Linked DNA regions of Rattus norvegicus: region 2 is linked to region 1. The links are chromatin contacts, called in public Hi-C maps. All regions are on one chromosome and are shown on one strand. The core of a region is the stretch at or near the end of the contact, and the rest is flanking DNA. Distances in the headings are between cores, read along the strand shown.

The links. Hi-C and Micro-C count contacts between places; a contact is called where the count stands out from the background.
Region 2: a Hi-C map of mammary epithelial cells shows a contact between it and region 1, with 3 times the contacts expected there. The contact joins the promoter of Reps1 here to the enhancer-like site in region 1. A contact is called at or near these places in 2 of 12 Hi-C or Micro-C datasets (Schwann cells and mammary epithelial cells).

The regions. Positions count from the first base shown.
Region 1 is chr1:14,140,014-14,146,551 of GRCr8, forward strand. No RefSeq gene overlaps it. Among named protein-coding and RNA genes, the nearest start is that of Cited2, 11 kb to the left of the region's middle. Within about 2 kb of position 3,823, at least 14 of the 93 cell types and tissues checked have an H3K27ac peak or open chromatin away from gene starts, as enhancers often do.
Region 2 is chr1:14,513,716-14,520,253 of GRCr8, forward strand. It overlaps Reps1 (RALBP1 associated Eps domain containing 1), which reads left to right and starts at 3,874. Exons shown (of 20, transcript NM_001415798.1): 1 at 3,874-4,422. The coding sequence starts at 4,270.

The DNA.
Region 1 (6,538 bases), core at 2,573-5,072:
GCCACGGATCTCTCTTCACATGCATGGGTTTGTGACTGCCTTGCCTCTCAGGTTCCTAACATAAAGATCCCGGGGTTCTGAGATCCCTGCCAAACATTGGTTCTTAGAACGAGTCCCACCTAAGTTCGAGCCACCCCTCTAAGAGGTACATCATGAAAGAAAGAAAAAAAAATCCAGTTATCATACAGTTTATGAAAAAGATTTAAATAAATACAATGTTAGTAAAACGAAATAAGGGGAGACTTTTTTTTTTCACGTTTTTATAAGGGGAGGCTTTAAGAGGGCAAGAAACACGCTGTTTAGGCTCCATGGGACCAAATCGGAAAGAACAACCCCAACTGATCTCTTCCTCGACACTGAGTCCCTTGTGGCTGACTTGGTTAAGCACCTACTGCACTACAGAAATTGGAGAAGGCACTTCTCTAATTCAAGGGCCCGGCAACATTGGTATCATTCCAAGGTAAGCTAAGAAAGTTACACTTAGAGAAAAGGTGATTGGCTCGAAGGCATGGGAGGCTGACACGGGACTTGGAGATGGTGCTTACCACAGCACTCCTGAGATAAGCCGAGATGTCTAATCTTAGATGGCACTGACTACAAAATGGTGAACTGAGAGACGGCTCGGGAGGAAAAGCTCTGTATTAGCAGTTCTCAACCTATGAGTCTCAGCCCTTTCATGGGGATCACCTAAGAGCGTCAGAAAACACAGATATTTACACCATGATTCATAATACTAGGAAAATTAAAGTTATAAAGTTATTAAGGTAGGGAATCACTGAAACGTGAAGGACTGTATGAGGGGCTCACATCATTAGATAGGTGTGTCTGCCTGTTCTGTTATACATTTGACCTTTCAGGAATCTCAAGATACGGCTGTACCCATTTCCAGGACCAGTCAAGATATTCTGCTAAAGCAAATGTGATTCTGAAAGGACACACATTGGCTAGTCTAAACCATGTTTCTCAGTTCTGACCTCATTAGAACTCCACGTCAGATCAAAGCAAACCAGTGTTATATGTTGTAATTTTGTTTCTCTTTTTACTGAATTCCATATTGCTGAGTGATGACTTCTTCCCCAGATTAAGCTAATACCTTGGGTCTGCCAATCCTATATAACCCAATGAATAAAAACATCTGTGGTTAAGTTCTCCCAGGTTGAAAAAAAAAAAAAAAAAAAAAAGACCACTTTGTAATTTGCCCCAGTGGCTGATTACAATTATACACGAGTTCTGATTATAAGTTTCAGAATGATATTTGAATGTCAAAATGTGTAAGAAAATGAACCTCTTAAGACACAGGAAATGGCCACACATTTAATATCATCTCTTGGAAGTAGAGGCAGGCAGATCTCTGTGAACTTGAGGCCAGCCTGGTCTACAGAGGTAGGCCCAGGACAGCCAGGGCTACAGAGAGAAGCCTTGTCTCGAGAAAATAAATACAGGAGGTATAACAGTCAGTCTGTGTATACTTAAATGATCTTCCTGGACATATCCAGACTTGTCTGCCCTAAGGGTGAGCCTACCGGCTTTCTTACCGAAATGAACAGTAGACTGGGATTAAAAAACATGGGTCTTACTCTGCAACTAAATAGCCGTGTAATTTAATCACCGCTGCCTCAAGTTTCTCCATCAGCGAAATGAAGATGTTTAATTAATATAACTTGTATTCAAATTCTCATGAAAGAAACATCGGCCCCATCCCTATCGCTTTTCTTTCTGTGGAAAGACGGGCTACGCGAGGAGCTGCGTCAAATCCTATTACGGCATCTCCTTACTTTTCCGTTTCTGAGGTAAGCGGGAGCCTGGCGGTGAGCCACAGACTGGATCCAGCTGGGCGGGCGCTCCGAGAGTTGAAGCCGTCTCTGTAAACATCCCCTACATTGTCGTAATAACATTACGCTGTTGTTGTATGCTGAGATTTACTGGCCTTCAAACAAGTATCCGAACCTTACCAGCCATGAAATATTTCTTGTGCACGACACTTTTAATGCTTCAGGCGACTACAAGACATCCATTGCCGGTACAGTGGTTCCAATTACGTGTGCTAAAATTTCTAACCAACTCTTCATTTCAAGTTCTGCCTCACTCCCTTATATATTAATTTGGTCACTCGGGACTTAGGAGTAGAAAGCATTCAATCGATATTAGGACTCTGATTTCTTCAAACTACTCCTCCTGATGCACGATTTTCATCACCATCACTGTTATTGTTATTTAATCCCTCAGAGAGAGAATCCTATGATTTGATGCTAACTTGGACGAAGCAAAATTGACAACTGTGAGCTTTAAGCAGGAAAGGGCCAACAGTCTGCCTGTTCGTCTAGTTTTCCTTATCTAACTTCCCACCACCATAGGCCTCCATCTATCCTCAGTTACTTGGATAGATGACAGATTGATATGTTAAAACTAGTTGCACAAAAGGAACTGTGGGTAATCGTGCGGGTAACTACCCAGGAAATGACTATTTTGCACACAGAAGTGAGGGTTCTAGTACAAGGACGCATTTCACATACTGGCCACCAGGTGGCGCTAAGGTCCTATCAATTTTATTCGCACTTCCTTCTGAGTGGCTACCAAGACTAGATTGACACTTGCTTCAGCAACTAATCTCCACCGCATTTGCTTTTACTGAACCATAACAGGTTCTGTACGACCTACAGTAAACTTCAAGGCAGGACCAAGTCAAGGATGCCTGCACACACTCTTTCGCTACAGTCCACCAAAATTAGAATTCACAAAAGGTGTCCTTTTCCTAAGGGTCTTTTTCCTTTTTCAAGTCCCCTCCTCCTGTCTTCCTTTCGCTCAAGAGCCAATGGCTCGATTTGATGCCCCGCTAAGAACATTTGTACCTTAAAAGAGAGACTGAAGGAACAGAGGTAGGACTTTGTAAGTATTGGAAGGCTTTTGTGCCTCCCCTTACCTGTTTCTTCTCCCATCCACAAGCCAGCCAGCTCTGAGGTCAGCTTTGCTCCATTGTTCAGTCTTAGATAAGGGTTTTCATTCCTGTTTCACCATCAGCCAATTCTTCTATTACTGGAGGTTCAGGCAGCATCAAGACACTGGGGTTTTTACAGCCCAGATATGCAATGCTGGTCTCCAACCCACCCAAGCATCCTCATCCCAAATCTGCATACCGCTGGCTACACACACACACACACACACACACACACACACACACACGCACGCACACACACACACACACACACACACACCCCGCCACACACACGTTTCTCATATACCTTTAAGCAGAATCTAAGACTGCATTCAAACTCCTCTTCGCCATTAGCAGCCCTCACCATGCTAATTGGCATCTCTGGGAGTTAAATTATCTCCATCTGTTGACTCTCTGTGATTGCTCCTCCCCAAGACTCAAGACTCAGACTTTGCCTCACCGGTGAATGGATCCTGGATGCTACCTTCTTCCCCCGTGGAACTCTTCAACCTTACTCCTGTTTTCCTCATGACACTTGTCGTTTTGTTTTTCCGGTGTTGACAAATCATTTGACATTCTTCTCCTCAGATGGTGGCGTGGTACGGCTTCCACAGACCTGGGGTTTCACTCTCTGCGTTTTCTACCACTGACCTTGCGAGGCTCATTCAGAAAAAGACCACACAGTTCCCTCCCACTCCTCTCAGGGCACACCCCTTTGGAGCCCTGAGTCTCACCACCTTGAGGCTGACACGCTGTGAGTAAGCCAGGTCACATGGAGTTGTTCCTGCCACCCATTCCCACAGACGTTCCCAGTAGATGACCTGTGTCAACCAACATGGCTGCCGGTGCTTCCCATCTCAGTGACGGAATTACCCTCCAACGCTGAGGTTAGACATTATGGAGCAGAGAGGAGTGTGAGCCTCCCCACTTATGACCCACAGATCACAGCGAGCATGGCAAAACCAAAGCTTGTGGAATCAGTTGGTAAATACCAGGAGCAACTTTGCCATTTCTCTTAAAATGGATTTTCTTATCGGAATGGGTTTTTGGTAGCTGGCCTTAATTCAAAATCCAATCTCTCTGTGAACAGGCCTCTTTGGTTTTGTTCATTGCACATCAGCCTGGAAAAATGCTAACACACGGTGGATGCTTAGCCATTATTTATTATTAAATTCACTTATTAGAAGGAGTCAATGATTTTCCCTGTACTGTATTTTAATTCTCTCTGTCTTTAATTCCTGCTGTCTTTGTTCGGAAATTCCTTATTCCTTGCCTACGTGTGGTCTGACCAGATACCGACCACCTACTCAGAAGGTGAGAATGGAAGAGAAAAATTTGGTTCCGTAGCTCAGACCAATGAAATGGATCTGGTTAGCCATGCTTATACCACGGTGATGAGAGAGAGCGGGCAGGCGACACCAAGGCTCGGTGCCTCTCAGAATGAAAGCTAGTATGTGACAGACCAAGAAAATCGTAGGAAAGAGAACAATCTATAGAAACTACAGTTGAGTTGGGACCACAGATGCTAGCTGAAGAGTAGAGGAGTTAGTTAGCTGACATCAACAGACAGTTGGTATCTAAGGGGTCACACTACTCTAAACCCGGGAGAGAAGGGAGACGGGGAAGACGCATCTGTCTTTCACAATACTCCATCTGTTTCGTCCCCATCAGAACCACAGCTCTTGTGAGGCACCCGTACCACTTTCTTCACTAATATGGGTGACCTTGGAGCCCTGGTCTAGAACTCTGCTTTTATTAGTCACTCTTTCCTCTGCCCAATAGGCATGGCTCATTCTCATCCCTGTAGTTTCGGAACCCTTCAACAAGGGTTTTCTTTGAGAAGGCTCCTCCCAAAATTCCCTCTTTCACAACACTACTTGAATTAAAAATACCGTACAGGTTATGTAGAACTTCTTCGACTTTGTAACCCCACCCCGGTGTTGGAAATTTTTAGCTATAATTTACATTTCTATTCTCTACTCTATTCTACTTATGCCCACTCTATTATCTATTCTTAGTCAATGAGAGGGCAGTCATCATTCGACTAATTCCTAACTTAATGATGTTGTCACGAACGTCCGTGTTTTTAATCAGCTCTCTACCAGGCTCTCCTTAGCATTGACCCCGACCTTCATCTAGTAGCAGGTACAGTTAGCCAAACTTCCATGATCTGTCCCAGAGAAGAGCTTTTACAAACACAACCCTCCCTCTATGTATCAGGTCCTACGCCCATTTCTGGGGCAGGGTTAGCATAACGTACCTCTAACAGGGCAGTCAACGGTGGACAACCCCTTCCTGAAAGTTTGGTTTCAAGCATAGCTTTCTCTTTTTAAGAAGCCCAGAACTGAATAAGAGTTATGCTTAAAGTACGTTTTATATTTTCAAAGTGTCTTCACATGAGGGAGATTTATAGCTAACCGAATTATGTTATAAATCACTTAATGTCGGTCTATTTTAAAAAAGTTAAAGTGTCTTTCTATAAAATGACATTCGTAGATATAAATAAATATCCTCTTAAAAAGAAGAATATGGTCATTATGTCTTCATTTTAAACCCTTCAAAAAGTCCCTTGTTAAGATGATTAATAAATAATTTCACTGGACTAAGGAAATCATGTATGCATTGGCAGGCGACTAATCTCAGGGCAACGTGAACAGAATCCAGCATTTATATCTAGTCTTTAGGAGCAAATTGCCAGTGGCTATACGTTCTATTTCCTTGGTAAAACACATTGGTAAATACACCAAAGTAAAAATAGATTATTAAGTCAGTCAGACAATATCGCAATAGGAGAAATAAGAAACACCTAAGACATGGTCACCTTTCTGACTAGACATTGACTGGCCGCTCTGCCATTAAACACTCTTTCTCTACCGTAGTTATGCATCCGTGTGTGAAGATTCTCATAATCATATCTGGGAACCCTCATAAGTGTCCCTGGCCCTTCTTCCTCCCTAGCTGTGGCGATGGGCCCAACTAAGGTGATCAGCATGACTTCTTCTGCTAGCTGTGGTGATTGGTCTGTTGGTAGTACATCATGCTAGAAGCACCTGTCTCTTTACGCATTCAACCTGAGAGCAGATTAGCAATAAACTAATCTGAAACTAAAGATGATGGGAAGACAGAAGAGACACAAACAAACAAACAAAAACAACAACAACAACAAAATCTCTGGATACCTTCTGAATTCTCGAAGTCCAGTTCCAACTTCACCCTCCGTGAAGTGGTAATCTGAGACGATACCAGCTCCCGCTTCTGAGCTAATTCAGTGGAGTTTTAAGAGGTGAAACAAAACCATTTGATTCGGTCATTGCTATGCCATTATTTTCTCAAAATTGAAATAGCCCCTCTTTGGAGGGAAAAGGTTCATCAGGACTCAGGAAGGAACCGAGTCTAACCAAGACTTGGGAAGTACCCCAAACTCGAGTGAGAGAAATCTCCTGAAATCGACAATATTGCCGTTTGGACCCTGAGTTGTGTGGGCAGAATCAAGAGCTGGGGAGAAAGGACTCGGACTATCGGGCAGCTCCTACAGGGAGCTCCAGGAAGGCAGCTTGCCAGAGTCGTTCACGCTGGAATGAGCGTTCGGCTGACCCAGCACCCTTT
Region 2 (6,538 bases), core at 2,624-5,123, 370 kb after region 1:
TCTTAGCAAACAGGGGGAGTGAACTGTGTTGCTTTTCTTTGAGATTCATGCTATTAATGTTTTGTTTTTATTTTTAGATTTATTTTTAATCTCTCTCTCTCTCTCTCTCTGTGTGTGTGTGTGTGTGTGTGTGTGTGTGTGTGTGTGTGTGTGTGTGTGTGTGTCTGTGGGGTCTGGAGGTATTATTTCCTCTGGAACTGGAGTTACAGGTGGTTCTGAACCACCCAACATGTGTGCTGGGACTCAAGCTCAGGTCCTCTGCACTGAGTAGGTCTGACTTTAACTTCAGAGCTATCTCTCCAGCCTCATCAGTGGCTTTTTTAACAAACAAACAAACAAACAAACAAACAAAAAATCTTTCTATGTAGCTCAGGCCGGCCCCAAACCTGTGATCTTCATACCTCAGCCTCCCTCCCCACTGTTGGAACTGCATGAATGTACCACCATGCCTGGCCTGTGTGTTAGCCGTTCTTTACCCTCATCTGGGCCTATGTTGTCAATGAGAAGTGTCCTGTCCCAGGCCTGTTGTAGTTTAGGAAAGCTTTATAAAGCAATACAGCTACAGACAGAGTAGCTTCACACTCTCTAAGGCTCATACGGTGGCGAATTTAGCTTGAGTAATTGGCAACAGGTAACAGGAAGGGCAATGGAAGAAGGAAATGGTGTCTGGTAGGCAACTCCTGGCTACAAGATCCTAGACTCTGTGATTCCCAAAAAGAAAATCCTGCCCCTCACTTTACACTGGGACAACATGATCCAAGTATAGGTGTCTGGTTGTTTTGTTTGTTTGTGACAGGATCTCACTTGGATTCCAGGCTGGGCTAGAATTCACAATTCTTCCTTTCCATGGGATTGTATGTGTATACACCCTACCGGACTTTCGAAGTATAATTTTGACTTTTTAATGTCATGTATATGAATGCTTTTGACTGCATGAGTGTATGTGCACCATCCATGTGCAGTGACCGCTGAAACCAGAAGACAGCATCAGATCCCAGGAGCTGGATTTAAGGTTAAGAGGCTGTACGTGAGCTGGGAATGGAATCTGGGTCCTCTGCAAGGGCAGCAAACGCTCTTAACTTCTCAGCCATCTCTCCAGCCCTTCAAAGCATAATTTTGAACCCATTAACTGGGCTGGAACTTAGAGACTTTGAGGACTGTAAGGAACAGGTTTATGTGAGAGGCGGCAGGAGAGGAGAAAAAGATAGATTATGGACACGTCAGAGCCTAGAACTTGTACACGAAGGAATCCTGCTTCTTTGGATTTGAAGAGAGGCACAGAGAGCTGGAGTTTGCTAAAGTTAAGGATGTGAGAGTAGGAAGTTAGAGTCCGGGCTGCTCGGTCCATCAACACTGAATTCATTTGATCACTCATGATTGAGGCATACCTGTACATGGACAGGCCTTGGAAGTGTGGTAAGCAAGAAACACTTCCTACTGAATACAGAGCTAGTGGCTCAGGGGACTTAAGAGAGGGTACTGGTTTCAGAGTTGAGTAGGTTTAGGATCCTATATCTAGATATTTGGTATCATGTGACTTACAAGTTGCTAAAACCATTTTTTTTTGTCTCAGTGTCCCAATTTTTCAAAAAAGGAAAATACTTGAAAAGCCTATTTCATGGGGTTGTTGTCCTCAATGTGGTAATTAGCATAAAAATTTAGAAAAATTCCTGGGCCACAATAACACTCAGTAATTACTAGTTATGAATATATATAGAAAGTAGATATGCAATGAAGAAAAAGAATTCAGATTAAGAGGATCAAACACAGTGCAACAGCTGGAGATCAGGTGTCAGGGGAACTGTTCTCTAAGACAGTGACCTTGGAACAGGAGAATAAACCGTAGAAGTGTCTGTGTGAGAATTCAGACAGGAACAAAGGCCTGGGGCAAGAAAGAGCTGCTAGCTAGGCCACGGGAAGGTGTCAGGGAAAAAGGGACTGGTGACAACAGGAATCAATTCCCACCTGGTTGAACCTATCTTTTAAAAAATACACACACACACACACACACACACACACACACACACACACACGACACACAAACTGACACACACACATACACACACATACATACACACACTCACACACATACACACACTGACACACACACTCAAACACATACACACACTGACACACACACACTCACACACATACACACACTGACATACACACATACACACTCACACACATACACACATTACACACACTGACACACAAACACACTGACATACACACATACACATGCACACACATACACACACATACACACAGGCATACACACGTACACACACTGACACACACATTCACACACATACACACTCACACACATACACACATACACACTCACACACATACACACATACACACTCACACACATACACACACATACACACTCACACACATACACACATACACACTCACACACATACACACACATTCACACACATACACATACACACACATTCACACACATACACACTCACACATATACACACTGACACATACACACATGCACACACATACACATACACACACTGAACACACATACACACATACTGACACACTGACACACATACACACACATACACACACAAAATCTGAAATTGTGAAAATGAGTTATATGAAGTAGAGTAATCTGAAAATGTCGACACAAAGTGGCATCTCTAAAGACTTAGATGAAGGGCTTCCCTGCTCATTTAGACTCAGCCTTCGAACAAAGCACGGCAGAGTGGTGCTTTTGGTGCCAGAGTCCTCCCTTCTGTTTCCTGGGCTGTTTGAGATAGGATTTCTCCCACATGGTCTAAGTTGGCCTTCAGTGTTCTATGCAGCTGAACATGACCTTGAACTCTGATCCTCCTGTCCTCTACCTTCCAAATGCTGGGATTACAGGTAAGCACCACCACGCGTGGTATAGGGGGTACTGGGAATAGAATCCAGGGTCTTGTGCACGCAAGCGCTCTAAGAAATGAGCTACAAACCCAGCCCTCTATGTCGGCTCAGTCTCATAATGATGTCCTCTTAATGGGCTAGATGTAACCAAACTTGACGAGTCTTCTGTGTAATCTCCCTTGGCTCCCATATCTGAAATACTTCGTATTTAATGCTGACAAGATAGCTGGCTGGCTGGTGATAGTATCCCATCACCAGGAAAGCAAAGGCAGAGGGATCAAGAGTTCAAGTCCAGCCTGACTTCATAGGGTTTCAGAAAAGAAATAGTTTAAAAAAGATTAAAGACTCATTAAGGGTGTATGAACTCCTGAGACAGGTGCAGATTAAGACAGCGCATTTTTCCCCCCACGGAGGAAAGGATCATGAGCCACAGGAGGCCCTGGAGTTGGCTGAAGGCCTACATAGGTTTATAGAGTGGATGGCATAAATCGACAATATTCGGTTTCCGGTGACAAAAACAAAAAAACCTCTGACCGTTTATTTTTTTCTTTCCATTTTGCAAACTTGGGTTTTATAGAAGACCGGGCTTAGGAGTGGGAATTCAGCCTCGGTTTAAGCGTCCACACCTGAGCAAGCTTCCCAGCTCCAGTGGACAGTGTAAAATGATGCACTCCTCCTCGGTAAGTGCAAACGGGTAGGAACTGCTGCATGCCAGAAGCTGCCACACTCGAGCCCGCAGCCCGACCTGAACCCTCCGCATCCGATCGCTGGCGGACTGGTCCTCAGGTGCCCCTCGCCTAGGGTCCTGGCGGAGGGCGCCCAGGGCCACTGGTCGCGCCGCGGGGCTCCGGCCAGCAGGGGGCGCTGCGGCCCGCTCTCCCGGGAGCGGCCAAGCCAGCCCGGTGGGTGTTTCTCTCTCTCTCTCTCTCTCTCTCTCTCTCCCTCTCTCTCCCTCTCCCTCTCGCGCTCTCTCCTCCCGGCCTCACATCCGGGTCTGGAGCGCGGCCGCCGCTGTCAGTGCCGGGCCGGGGCGCAGTCAATGGCGGCTGAAGGAGGCGGAGCGGCGGCCACGCGCAGCCCCGAGCCCCCGAAACTTTAGACTTCCGAAGCCCCACAACTTCTCGGAGGGGGGTGCGTGGGCGGAAGGGGAAGCCGAGGCGGGAAGCCCGAGGGACGCGGCCGAGCCCCGAGCCGCCGCCTCCTTCCCCACGCCGAGCTTTGCGGCCGCGCGCCGCCGCCGCCGGCTGCCCCGGGCCACACGAGCTCGCGGCCCCGCGGGGAGGCCGTGCTGCACGCAGTCCCCCGCCGGCCGCCCCGGGTCGCGGGGCCGGCGCCCGGGTGGTGCATGCGGGGCGGGGCGGCCGCGGGGCCGAGGCGAAGATGGAAGGCTTGACGCTGAGCGACGCCGAGCAGAAATACTACTCGGATCTCTTCTCCTACTGCGACATCGAGAGCACCAAGAAGGTGGTGGTCAACGGGCGAGTGCTCGAGCTGTTCCGGGCCGCGCAGCTGCCCAACGACGTGGTCCTCCAGGTACCGCCGCGTCCCCGGCCGCGCGGGCCTCGGGCAGCGGGAGCGGGAGTGGGCGACGTTTCCAGGAGGGCAGGTTCCACCCGGGGGGCTCCCGTGCGGCGGGCAGAGGCCGCAGGTGCGGGTGCGCGGGGACTCCCGGAGGGGGAGGGGTCGCTTGCCGGGGTGGGGGCGGGGGTCTGCGGAGCCTCAGCCTGCATCCCTCGGCCAGCCTGTGCACGGGAAGAGCAACTTCCCCGGGAGGCTCTCGGCTTGTGTGCGGATCCTAGCTTCTGCTGTGTGTGTTCCACATTCACAGAAGCTCTTCGGCTCCCGCACAATAGGAAAGTTACGAGTATAGGCAGGCAAAATGCCATATGAATTGGAGTGAGCCGAGCAGACTCGATGAAGTGAGTTTTGTTAAGGTATCCAAGAAGCAGGTTGGTTTTTTTGGGTTTTTTCTTTTTTCTTTTAGGAAGCTGTGTTTTTTTGGGGGGGGGGTTGCGACTAAGAAAATTTGAACTTCTGGCTAGTACTTGGCGTGTAGATAGATGTGAAAAGAACTTGTTCGTAGGATGGGTGGCCGATGTACCGTGGACAGTATCTTCTAGTGGGCTTTCCGAGTGTAGTTGGTGGAGCTGGTTCATTGGGTTTGGGATCTACTGGAACAGCTGGAATCAGAAGGTGGATATTCTCCTCGGTCTGTAGCTCTGCCCTGTAGCAGCAAGCACGGTTAGTGTAAACCTTCTTTGTCGTCTGTTTTTACAGGAGACTTCGTAGAAGTGCTAATATTTGTGATGAGCATTAACGCTACTGCCTCATGATTCATAGCTGCTAGTAAGAGCCTTTTTAAACGGCATGGGAGGAAGGAACCGTTTTAAGTTTTCATCCTAATATTGATCCCAAATCAGTTATCCGAATCTCCAAACACATGGAGATGGAAGTGGATAAAATGTAGGGGAAGCAGAATATTGGGGCAGAGGTTTTGTTTTACTTTGTTTTGAGACGGTTTCTTGCTTTATATCCCAGACTTGCCCTGAACTTCAGGGTCCTTTTGCTCCCTCAACTGCTCAAGTGCTGGGATTACAGGTGTGGGCTGGGCTAGGAGTCTCTCCGGGCTTTTACTGTGGTCTCCTATCAAATAGAATGTGACTCTGGGCCAGCACTCCCGTCTCCCCAGCCTTGAGTTCTTGTAGGCCCATTTTAGAGTGAAAGTCAGTTTGCTTAGAACAAAAACTCTAATAGATATAAAAATTTCTACAAATACTTCGGATATAGACGATACCCTAGTGCCTACTGTGGTTTAGGGAATGAGTTCTTTCTCTCTGTTTTATGTTGTCTTTTTTTTTTTTTTTTAAGCCTGGGGTGTGGTGGGGAAAGGTAAGTGTTTTAGGATAAGTAAGTCTAGATCTGTGCTGCTGAAAAGGGCAACATAGTGACTATTTTAGGCTTTTGCCGCTATTAACATTCTGCGAGGATTCACTGTTTTTGTTTTTTATGGCTCTCTTACAATGCTGAAACCAGTTTTAGCTTAGGTTCACACAACTGCCTGTAGTTTGCTGGTGGTCCTGTAGAGCTAGTGTCTTAATGGATTTGGTACAAAACCTACAGGTTCTGGTCAAAACATGCCCATTTATTATGGAAATAAGACATATAAAGGACTTAAAATCAAGGAGAAGCCTCCCATATTCTATCTTAGCTTATGTCTTTGGGGCTCAGAGTTGACAGAATGACTTTTTGTCGTTCTCATGGTGTACAAGACTTTTAGGTTGTTTAAATATATTGTCGTTCAGGGCATAGAAGTTAGCATTGATTAGCCTCCAGCTGAGGTATGTTCAATAGATCCAACTTATTTTCATATTTTACTCAATCGTATGGGTATTTGAAAATAACTTTCTATTGTTTTGTGCGTGGAGAGCTTAAGTAGCTTAAATATTTGGGATTCAATCGCACATTGGGAACCGTAGGAATCTCTGGAGCCAGACTTTCACAGTACTATGTTCAGGTTGAGTGTCCCTGATCAGGGCATCTGTAATACTCCTAAACTTAAAACTTTGTGGGCCAAAATAGCACAAGTGGAAAATTCCACATCATGAAACTTTCTTGTATTCATAATTATCGTTTTTTTTTAATTTACTCT